Regions from separate parts of the Zea mays genome. Here region 2 is linked to region 1. Evidence: chromatin contacts called from public Hi-C data. All regions are on one chromosome and are shown on one strand. The core of a region is the stretch at or near the end of the contact, and the rest is flanking DNA. Distances in the headings are between cores, read along the strand shown. Region 1 holds the start of LOC542220 (glutamic dehydrogenase 1). Region 2 holds the start of LOC100278691.

What was found. Hi-C and Micro-C count contacts between places; a contact is called where the count stands out from the background.
Region 2: a Hi-C map of endosperm shows a contact between it and region 1, with 4 times the contacts expected there. The contact joins the promoter of LOC100278691 here to the promoter of LOC542220 in region 1. A contact is called at or near these places in 4 of 25 Hi-C or Micro-C datasets (bundle sheath, endosperm and leaf).

What each region holds. Positions count from the first base shown.
Region 1 is chr1:294,104,059-294,110,211 of Zm-B73-REFERENCE-NAM-5.0, reverse strand. It overlaps LOC542220 (glutamic dehydrogenase 1), which reads left to right and starts at 2,554. Exons shown (of 10, transcript NM_001254781.1): 1 at 2,554-2,794; 2 at 5,434-5,586; 3 at 5,831-5,944. The coding sequence starts at 5,479.
Region 2 is chr1:294,238,799-294,244,951 of Zm-B73-REFERENCE-NAM-5.0, reverse strand. LOC100278691 reads right to left here and starts at 2,328. Exons shown (of 1, transcript NM_001364479.1): 1 at 1,845-2,328. The coding sequence starts at 2,172. The coding sequence ends at 1,924. LOC100381665 reads left to right here and starts at 3,591. Exons shown (of 5, transcript NM_001174480.1): 1 at 3,591-4,042; 2 at 4,938-5,117. The coding sequence starts at 3,833.

The DNA of each region.
Region 1 (6,153 bases), core at 1,305-3,804:
TATTTATAAGGTAGTTCACTTTGGGTTTCATATGATATGTGAATTTATGTGATGCAGTATCTGGTACAAATAATTGTTGATGAATATAACATTTGTATATTTGTGTAAGGTACAATCAGGCCATGACTAATGTGCAATCATGTGTAAATGTAAAAACAAGTATCTTAGTATGTTGGATCATGATCCAGCCTTTTCTTTTTATGCTTCTCTGGATGTACCATTGAACACAAAGATAAATAAACATAAGAGCACTAATATTATCGAATATTTTATATGCCGTTGCAACGCACGGGCACATAACTAGCACTGATCATACAATTGCGATACAGATTTTGGAGATATGTGACAAACGCCATGCCCTGTGCATTAGAGAAGATACAGAATCGCCATGCCCTGTACAAGACAGTGAGCCAAATTCTTGTTCATTTTGCACTATGATACATATTGATTCATTAGGCCCTAGGTTGGAGGTTGTGACTGATGAGTTGGGAAGGGATTACTTGATTGGTGGTGTACAATTCTTGGACTGGATACATGTTCCAGTTTTTGGTCCATTAGTTCAGGAATTGTTTCATTTACATGTATATTCAGTACACTCGTATAATGGAAACAGGCAAATCTCTATCTCATTCTTTGGTTATTGTGTTATTATACGGTTCCGTTGCAACGCACGGGCACTCACCTAGTAAAGAATTAAGAATGTACTAGGTAGAGTAATCTCTACCTAATCACGAGAGAGAATCTCGTACTCCTCCCGTCTTTCAAATTGTATGTCTGTTCAAACTTTTCTGTTTTGTTTTGGTTTTGTTTTGGAGGTTTAAGACGTGTATCAGGTCTGATAAAAAAAACATACAGAGTATTGTAGGTATCTGTAACATCAAACAGATATTTACGATAAAAGTACAGCTAATAATTAATCTAACGATATTTTCCCAATAACATAAATATTATATTCTTTTATTATAGTATAAAAATTGATCAGATCGACTACCTTATACTCCCTCCGTTTGTTTTTAGTTGTCGCTGAATAGTTCAATTTTGCACTATCTAGCGACAACTAAAACGAAACGGAGAAATTATCGGTTAAGAAAGCTAGAACGAACTTACTTTTTTTAAAAATGGGAATGACATGGGAAGGAGAGAGGAGCACGTAAATTCTAAAGCGGCCAACTTGCATGCAGATCGCATCATATTCATGACGTGGTTCCCCGTTTGTGTGTGTGTTTGAGCTTTGTTTTGGCAACCGCGGATGATGCAGGATTAGAGATGGCAATGGGCCCCGATCCACGATTCCCCGCGGGGAATTCCTCCATTAGGGGATGAGGATGAGGAAGGTTCTCCCCCCATAGGAATGTAAACGAGGAAAAATCCTCCCCCGATGGGTAAACGGGGACGGGATAAGGAAACATTCTCCATCCCCGTTCCCCGCGGGGACCCGTTAAACTTATATATGATGATGTTTTCATGTAATATATAATAATAAACATAAATAATTATATTGTTAAGAGATAACTCATTGTATAAATTTGTTATTTTGATGTACACATAATGAGTTCTAACATCTGACAATGTATATAAGTGATAATGTTTTGTATTAATAACAAAGAAAGTGTGTCATAATTATAATTTAAGCGGAGACGGGGATCCCCGATGGGGATTTATCCCCGTGGGGAACGGGGATGGGGAAGAAAAGCCCCCGCAAGAGTTCGTGGGAATTCCCGCGGGAGAATTTTTTTTGTCGCGGAGACGGGGTACGGGGAGCCAAAACCCGACGGGGATTTCCCCGTTGCCATTCCTATGCAGGATATATGTTCCCATCGTGACCGTGCACGCATTTTGGCTGGGATTTTGGAACGCTGTACGATTCTTCCATGGGGATAACGACGACGGTGTACGTCCCACGTTGATCACACTTATCAGGACTTAGGAGACATTCCAATCATCAATTCCAGGAACACGACTGAACTTGTAAATAAAACCCCGCAGCGCTTTTATATCGCTTTTATATAGAGTAGATGTTTTACCCATTAATATACCGCAGGTATACCCAGTATAGAAAACTTCTCGTATCCATCTTTATATCGGATAAAATCTATTGATTATTCGAGTTTCGGGTAACTATTGGCATCTCTCCGTATACAGTGCTAAATAATAAGGGTTGGAATGCCGCGTCATGCCGTCATCACGACGAGGCTGGACCTGCTGGACGTACTCCTCTCCACTCCATGGCAGTGGCATGCCCTTTTCCGTCAGAAAAAGCCGGAGAAACGGGTGAAACCCAACCGTCAGATCATCGACGACGACGGCGAAGGTGCCAAAGCTCCCCCGCTCTTTCTTGCCGTCATTCATCAGATCAGAGAAAAAGAAAACACGGGATGGAAATGGAATGAGATACACGCACGCACCGAACCCAACCCAACCCAACCCCAAAGCAGTTGGAATTGGAATCCCAGGCGGATCCAATTCTGCCAATTGCAAGCACCGTCGGCCCTGGCGTCATCGCCCAATTACCTCTCCCTCTCCTCCCCACGCCGGCCGGAGAAACCCCCCACCCAGCACCAGTTCCCAACTCCTCCCCCCACACACTCTATCCTCCTCGCCGCCTGGGGCACAGTCACAGAGTATTTCCCCCCCATTCTCCATGCATCGCACGAGTGTCTCCTATAAAACCCCGCGCAACCCCCCCGCTCCGACGGCACGCACGGACGACGCACCGCACACTACCCGGCGGTGGAACTCCTCGCCCGCGTCGCTGCTCCGGTCTCCGCGCTGCTAGCCGCCGACTGTAATAACTGTAAGGCTCTCCGCCTGCGCCCGTTCTCCGCGCTCGTTCTCGCCGCCGTCGTCCGTGTTTTGCCTGATTCAGCAGTTCGGCGAAACCGGTGCGAAGATTGATGATCTGACGACGAGAGCCTCAAAGTTTCTTCTTGCGGTCTTAGTTTATTTATTGCTACAGTTGCAGCGATCGACAACGCCCCCCCTACCTTGTTGGCTGGCGCAACTAGTTAGGTCAACCGAAACTTGCTGCTGGGGTTGCCTCCGGTTCTAAATTTTTTTTAGCACGGGAGTTTATTCTTCTTTACATGATTGGTACACCATGCGATCAACGTGCGTCGCTCCGTTCTCTTCAAAAATTGAATCTGTTGCTAATTCTAGAGAACAGTGCTTGGCTTGGCTGACCTCACCTGTTTGGTTTGTGGCAGAATCTCAAATTATTATGGGTCGCCTTCTCTCTCTCTCTCTCTCTCTCTCTCTCTCTCCCCCTTCGTCCAGCAAATACACACACATACACACGTATCATGTTCCATTGGCTTCACATGTCACCAGTCGTATGCTATATCACTTCGAATGAAATCGTGTAAATCATCAACTTGTCTTATTCTTCAGACGCCTGCACCCTGCAGGATCATGCTTTGCGTCTGAACACTTTAATTCATCATGTATAGACAGTGCCCTCCTAGCTTTCAGTGGGAATTAGAAGATTCGGCAGATTATCTCTGAAAATTCACCTTACGAGAGCTTCGGATTAAAACCGGCTGTTTAGACTGCTGCAGTTACAATCCATAGAGACAAAAATACTGTATAAACAATACAAGCCGGTACGGATTAAAGCCAAACAAACAGACAAAACTAAAATGGTATTGTAATACACGGCCCCGCTAGCATCTCCAAATCCTAGGTTTGATTTCTCTCGTGGACGAATTTTCTGACTGTATTAAATAAATTCCCTTGTTGTGTCTCATCCGCTCTCGGTTTACGATGTTTTATACACCACCTTCTGATTGGGCCATTGCAGAGTAGATGGTTGGCACGACTCGTTAATAATAAAGGGCCAGAGTTCGATAATTTTCTCGGCCAGAACTATTGTTTTTGTCTCTTCTTAATATAATAATACCGAGAGGGCAGTCATTTCATCCCTAGCCGATTTTTTTATAATACACACACCCTAAAGTTAGAGGCTTGAATTTTGGCTGCCAGGCCACTCCATTTCGTCTTTACTCTTGAGAGCAAGGGTCTAGGACAGAGCATATCTTCTTTTCTTGATTTGTTCTTTCGGAATACGCTCTCGTCTATCGGGTTGGGAGAGCATATCTTCTTTTCTTGATTTGTTCTTACGATCTTATCCTAACTATGGGGGGCAAGCTCACATACACTACTCTAACAGGTATATTTTATCTTTTATGCAAATATATAGGTCTGTTTATTTGAAAAAAAAATGAGCCTGCCCTGCTTAACTCAGGGCATGTGATCTTTCCAGCACATCATTTGGCCTATAATGGCATATATGCTACACATGCTGCACAGCACAGACATGTCAAGTGCAATGCATTGTCTGAATTCTGAACATAATCCTTGATTTTGGGGGGCAAAGGCAACCTTCCACCAATCCATGACAAACTTGTGATTTATTTAGTATATTGTACTAACAAATGCAACACGTAAGGCCTAAATAAGTCCATGGCTTGTCATTGCTGAGTCAGCCATGTGCCTTTTCAAGACTGCATATCCTCGGTGGCATTTCTGAATCTCCACAGATAATGTTACCAGTATCATTTATAGTCAAACTTTTTTCGCTATACTATGGCAACCGTAGTAACTTTTGTTTTGTGGCTGTTTCAGTGTTTCTCTTTGCTCTGCCTGTACAGTTGCTTTAGGTCTCTTGTACCTAACCCCTCTCCTTTGTAAACAGAAATTGACACATCTGAGTTCAATTTAAAAAAAAGGCAACCTCAGTTATTTTCTTTACTACTTAAAAGAAAATCTCCTTATGTGATCTCTTCGCGGGCTGAAAATCAGCAATTGAATACTCAGCATGTGACACTGGCTGTACAATCAGTACAGACCTATGTCACCAGGCCTAGTACAATTTGTAGATCTAATCGGTTGGGCATATTTCTATTGCTGGAGTGGAGAGAGACTTTCTTGAACACCCATTTTTACTTGTTTTACGGCTGAAATGCTGGGTGCTTTTATACGAAAAGAAGCAGTGAGGGCCTGACCTCTTTCGGACTATCTGAATCATGAATTCATGACCAGATCCCTGAATTCACATAGCTTGACAGCAGATTATTCTAGCAGAAAAGAACGAGAACAGTGACTTTAGTTCCCAATCACCCGTATACTGTATATATAAAATAAATAAAGTTGTGCTATAGTTAAGTAACCGCGATTTGTCACTATTATCATCCAGCAGCCTGCCTGTAGTTTCTTGACCAAACCAAACCTCACCAAGCGGCTATATATAGTAGACCTGCTAACCTTGAACTCCTCCAGAGCTTGGGCAGACTCTCCTCAGTAACTATAGTTTTTTTTGTTCCTTGGGAGGATAGAAAAAATATATCCTTGGTTTTCTTGAACAGGTTTGATTTGTTTATGCTTCTAGCTCTTGTATTTAGGCTTTTTGGGTTCTTGCTCATTCCGTTGAGCTTCCAGATAACATTTCAGGTGTGCTTCTGAAGGGAGATTTCGTTGAACAGGATGAATGCATTGGCAGCAACCAGCAGGAACTTCAAGCAGGCAGCTAAGCTGCTGGGCCTCGACTCCAAGCTGGAGAAGAGCTTGCTCATTCCATTCAGGGAGATCAAGGTGATAAATCCACTACAGTTCTTTTAGATCTGGTAAACTGTTTCCCGCTGTTTCACTTGCTCAGGGGGGTTCCTGTCTTCCTGATGATGATGACCCCCCCCCCCCCCCCCCCCCCCCCACACACACACACACACAAAGACATTTACTTAACCAGGATCAGTATTTTATAAGGTTCATCTGGGCTTTCCCCCCTATCCGAAACAGTATGTTCAACTTTTGAGTAACAAGCAGTTTGTGGTTGCAGGTTGAATGCACAATCCCAAAAGATGATGGAACTTTGGCATCCTATGTTGGATTTAGGGTTCAACATGATAATGCTAGGGGACCTATGAAGGGTGGAATCAGATACCACCATGAGGTAAGCAAATATGTTGCTCCATTCTTTTGTTATCTGTAACGCTAGTCAGCATTTGATTCTTTCCACACCTTTGCCGACATGAAAATGGTCCTTAAGCATAAAGGCTTCAAACAATCCTTGAGTATAAATTCTAGTTTTTCAGGAAGCTGCCATAGCCCATAGGCAGCGTATCTCAGTGGATTATGTTAGTTTTGAGATATCTCCCTGAA
Region 2 (6,153 bases), core at 1,079-3,578, 130 kb before region 1:
GGCTTTGTTATTTTTTCTGCCTCACTTTCCAAGGTTTTTGCCTTTGCGGGCTCTGAGGGCCCAGCTTCGGCTTCAATTTCTTGCTCTAGAGCTGCAGAACCAGAAATTTCAGCTGTTGTTTCAAAAGTAACAGCAGCCTTCTTCGGAGGTGTGCTCGAAGATATGATCGTTTCCAGTACATCTAGCACATTAGCCATTCTTTTTCTCTTCGGAGTTGCAGCTGGCACTTTCTCATTTTTCGATGTCCCAATAATTGCTGAAGGACTCAAGATTTCTGATGTTTTGGAGTCCTCGGTTGCTTCCTTTACCTCTTCCATTTTTTCTGTGAATGGCGCTTCGGCCTTCTCTTTCGTTTCTGGTAGCAAAATTTTTGATTGCTCCAATTTTGTCTTCGTTGGTACTTCGGCTGTTTCTGCGACTTCTGGCAGCAAGGTTGGCTCAGCTGGTTTTTCAGCTTCGGTGGCCGAAGAAGTCTCTCCGGTAAACTCAGGCACCGAAGCTGGTTCAATATAACGCGGCCGATGCGTAAGAACCTTTATCTTCTTCCTTTTTGGTTCTGGCTCGCTAGGAGCAGCTGCAGTTTCTTCTTTTGCAGAGGTTGTATTTTTTCTCTTCTGCCTTCGAATGGGGTAGCGATAGTCAGGGTAGACAAACCCGATGGCATCAAATACCCGATTCAGCCTTTTCTTTTTTCGGCCTCCGAAGGCTGCTGACATTGCAGTATCTTCGGCCTTCGGGACATCTTCGGAAACACTAAAAAACTGTTTTAAAAGCCGAAGCTTCAAAGCTAAAAGCTCAGCAGATCACAGTGCACAAGAGCTAAAAAATGAGTGAGCAGGAGTGGTTGGCCAGAAAGCGTGCAAAATAAGTTTGCGGTATGGCCGTATTTATACGCTTGATGCGTTGAAAGTTGAAAGACCCCACTTGTCATTGAATGTTGCTATTCTAGCAAAGGGAAGGTGTTTTTTCGGACCTTCGGCATAAAGCCTTCGTTCATATCGCAATCTGAATTTATTATTTCAAACAAATTAATATTGCGAGGGGCTACTGTTGGGGACCTTCGGCGTCCGAAGGTCCTCAAAAACATGATTTAATAGTGTTTCTGGAGTATAATGTGCAAATAGGTATCTTCGGACTCGAATCGGTATCACAGAGGGAGAAGCTCAAAGCATACGAAGGTTGATACAGCACCGAAGCTGTGAGCAGAAAAGCTTCGGCATGGTGGCAGGAAAGGAAACCGACTTAAAGATGAAAAGGCTATTCGGACCTCGATGGATTACTATAGAGTTATTGTCAGATGTAAAGGGCATAAATGTAATTTTGTAAGGGCTGTGTCCCGTGTCTATAAATAGGTGAACAGTATCCCCGTACTGTTCACGCTGACTTGGCATTTGCTTTTGCGTCACGCTTGTACTTTTTACCTTCTCTCAGGACCGAAGGTACATTTGTAATTTGAAATCATTTCTATTTTTCCATGTTAATAAAATAGAAATGATTCTATGATGATGCTTATATTATATTTCATGCTTTATATGAATCCTTCGTCATTACTTGTTATGTTTACGAAGGTATGTCTCTTATGACCTTCGTCCGAAACTCATTATTTCCCGAAGGGACATAATGCTTCGAAGGACGAAGGACTTTAACACTTAACACTTTTTATGTTGCCTTGTTCTTAACTCTTAGCATTTGAGAACAAGTCCCCAACAAGCAACAATCCATGCTTCTGTCAATACTGAATTAAAACCAACACGACACACATAAGAGACTGACCATGTGCAAAGACGGTAAGGTTCACAGTATTAATAAAAAAACACAAACTTTCTAGGGCTGACAACAAAATAGAATCATAATCCCCTTGCTTACAGAATCTAATAAAACCAGATTCATGTAAACATATGTATATATATGTCTCAATGAATATTAGCTCATACTTTCCATCTTCGAGAATATGCAACGAAACCAAGAGGCTATGTCGGTCTGGCACACGTCGCACTCTTGGGGGGGCATTTCATCGAACGCCTTAGGCCCGTCCAGCGTGCCTGGCTCGTCTGACGTCAACCAGGCTGCACACGCTCGTGTCTGGGCATCACCAATGGCACCAGCTTCAACCATCGCTGGAACGTGAACGAAGCGCGTCTGGGCATCCCCAATGGCACCAGCTTCAACCATCACTGGAACGTGAACGAAGCATCTCACTCGCCCATCCCTCCTGCTTGCTTTTTCTCTATTATCATACTGGCCTGTGGCCTAGGCAGGGGGAGCAGGCTTGGTTGACAATTTGGTGAGGGATAGCTCGCTCTGTTCCTTTTTCGGTGGCCATTTCTTAGTTATCTGGGATTCCGTTCGGCTATTTGAGGTGGACGCTGAAATGTGGGAGGGATGGGATCATGAGAGCGACGAAGATTTATCTGGAACGATCCCGTTGTGCTGCTGAGAGACCTGCTTCGGAGCGATGAAGATTTCTCTGGAACTTTCCTGTCGTGTTGCTGAGGGATCTGTCCGCTTTAACTGGCCGTTGGATAAAGATCGTACGATTGCAGTTAAAAGAAATGGCGTGGCCACCTCAGTTGAGCTTCTATGCTCCCCCGGTTAATATAGTAATAATCTTAGTTATCTGGGATTCCGTTCGGCTATTTGAGGTGGACGCTGAAATGTGGGGAGGGATGGGATCATGAGAGCAACGAAGATTTATCTGGAACGATCCCGTTGTGCTGCTGCTGGGAGACCTGCTTCGGAGCGATGAAGATTTCTCTGGATCTTTCCTGTCGTGCTGCTGAGGGATCTGTCCGCTTTAACTGGCCGTTGGATAAAGATTGTACGATTGCAATTAAAAGAAATGGCGTGGCCACCTCAGCTTAGTTATCTGGGATTCCGTTCGGCTATTTGAGGTGGACGCTGAAATGTGGGGAGGGATGAGATCATGAGAGCGACGAAGATTTATCTGGAACGATCCCGTTGTGCTGCTACTGAGAGACCTGCTTCGGAGCGATGAAGATTTCTCTGGATCTTTCTGTCGTGCTGCTGAGGGATCTGTCCGCTTTAACTGGCCGTTGGATAAAGATCGTATGATTGCAATTAAAAGAAATGGCGTGGCCACCTCAGCTGAGCTTCTATGCTCCCGCGGTTAATATAGTAATAATAAAAGGTGGACGCTGAAATGTGGGGAGGGATGGGATCATGAGAGCGACGAAGATTTATCTGTAACGATCCTGTTGTGCTGCTGCTGAGAGACCTGCTTCGGAGCTATGAAGATTTCTCTGGAACTTTCCTGTCGTGCTGCTTAGGGATCAGTCCGCTTTAACTGGCCGTTGGATAAAGATCGTACAATTGCAGTTAAAAGAAATGGCGTGACCACCTCAGCTGAGCTTCTAGCCTTCTATGCTGCCGCGGTTAATATAGTAATAAAATGCTTGACACGCGTCTGTAATATCTACCTTGCTGACAAAGGCGAAGAAGAAATTCGCGTACCCGAAAAAAAAATACTCCACTCTGGCATAACCGAACCTCACGTCCGCCCAAACCCCCGAACCTGCGAGACTCCTCGCGTCCACCTTTCGGTCTCCTCTTCTCTGCGAATCCCGTAATCCCATCTCTCTCGCCTCCACTGCCGCCTCTCCGTCTCCAGCTTACCACCGCCGCCGCTGGATGTCTACGCAGTAGATCCATAGACCCTGATCTCCTCGAGGTGATTCCCCTCGTCGCCAGAGGTATCCTCGGGCAGCAATATCCACTGGCGACGCAGCCGCCACAGCCGCTACGTTCCCTCCTCCACCGCCATCACCACGGCTAGGTGGAAGCGCTCGGCGAGGTAGCGGCTCGGGGGAAAGACATGGTGCTGATCGAGCTGGAGCCCGAGGAGGCGACGCGCCCCTCGTTGCCGGTGGCGGAGGAGCAGGCGGTCGCCGGGGACGCGGCGCGCCCCTCGTCTTCAGCGGCGCCCGAGGAGGAGGAGGCAGCCGCTGGAGGGAAGGCGTCGAGGGCGCCGGAAGAAGAGGAGGATGCCTTTGAGGACGCGCTCACCGACGAGCAGCTGCGAGAGGTAGTGCGCCATGACCTCCCCGCATCCTTATTGCATTTCCCCTCACGGTTGTCGACTGCGATGCTTGAATCTGGGGTTCAATTTCTTGGTGCTTGAACTATGTTGGGTTGACTGCTTGGTTCGCGCTTTGGGTTGGAGTAGCGGAGTATTCCACTAGTAGTTTTGTCGTTAGATTTGATTATGGGTAGTGATGACCCCCAGGACCGCCTCTGTGGCTCTGTCCGTTATGAACAGTTGTAAGATGGTGATATGTTTAGTACTTAGTGGATGGCTAGCTATGTTATATTGATCAGACTTCATATATATTCTCTAATTCGTCAAGTCCTTCAGAATGCTCCCTTTGTTCATAGATATGACAACACAATATCTGAGCCTTGTATCAAGCTCAGTTAGAATGAAAAGTTTGTTTTGTGGTTTGTTTATATCATGCTTTATAGGAGATGCTGGTCAGTTGCTGTTTGGTTATAAATAGGTGCAAAATGAACGAATTCAGTATGCAAACTATCTTCTAGAAAATTATGCATATGCATACGAAATATACAAAGCTGATGTGTCCAATGCCATTGTAAAGACGTGTTCTCATATTTTCACTGTCATACTACACATTTTTATGTATCTGTTTCTTTTGCAAGATAATGATAATCCAGATTTTATCTGTAAAGTTTGCTAAGTTTTGCGGAAAAACTAGGTAGGAATGGCTAAACAATTGGATGTAGTGCTTGGTATACAATTGTGCTGGCATTAACACTACATGTTATGGACAACAATTCAATTCATTATCATCTTACAACCTATTTGATGCTATTGCTTAGTTTGGGTCTGAATTCTCCATAGCATCCTTTCTGGGGAGATTTATTGCACTATGGTAAATGAGTACTTGTTCTACTTGCTGTAGAAAGCTAGAATCCAAGCAAATGATGCAAAAGCAGAAGGAAACAAGCTTTTTGGTGCTGGACAATATGAGGAAGCATTATCACAGTATGAAATATCATTGCAAATTGCTGCTGAGCTGGAATCTGCTGAGGATATACGTGCTGCATGCCATTCTAATCGTGCTGTATGCTTCTTGAAATTGGTAAGCCATTTTCCTGATTGGAACATAACTTTGGTGGGCATAGAAAAACATACAGATTTGTGTGCCATGATTACTCCTTAATGTCGTGAAAATTCAGTAGTACAGTGTGGTTATGTATTTTTCATAAAAGTCTTGCCATGGCCACTACTGTTATCTCCTGGTCAATATGATTCATTTTTACTGTTTTCACCTACAGAGTGCTTGTCTTTTCACTCCTGTGTAAGTTTGCTAGCAAACGCTGTTTTCAATATGCCGCGGAGGGTTTCTCCATGAGAGCCGGTAAAACATTCTCTACCCTAAATATAGCGCACATATGTGTCCGGTAAGCGTCCAGCAACAAACGCTAAAGCATCCGCTATAATATAGCGTCTCTTTCTCGCCCTCTATATCTGGCGGACACACGACACTCGCTATACACTGTTCAATCATGCGTGTCAACTCCTTCCGTTCTCTCCCGTGCTTGCTCTGAAGCTCTAGAGCCATCCGCCGTCGTGAAAGCGAAGGAGACGTCCACCTCCGATGGTGGTAGCCATGGCACCAGAACGTATAGCCGCCTGATAGCTCGTCGAAGTCGTTGGAGCTCTCGACGATGCTGAGCTCGACGGCCTCGCCGCCGTCCCCACCCCCACCCACGGAGCAGAAGATGTCGTAACCATCGTCGAGCAACACGTCCGAGCCATGGGTAGTACAACACATGCGACGTGGTCGAGAGGGAGTAGACGAGGGACGACGAGAGGTCAGTGGCTGGTGATGATGTCGGCGAGGTGGACCTCATGGAGCTTGTCGGCAACGACGACGTCATCTACCTCGTCGGGCTCCTGGTGTTCCTCAAGTACCTCGACGTGGAAATCGGAGACGCCTGGTTGGTGCTCGAGGAAATGTTTGAGAAGCACTATAGTCTAGACATGAACGACATAATGTATTTAAAAAAATAGTCGGATAGCTTTTTCCTTATAGAAACACGAGTAGTAATGTAGGGTACAAAATGTAATTATTTTAGTTAGTTCCTAGTTCATTTTTGCTAGAAAGTATTTTT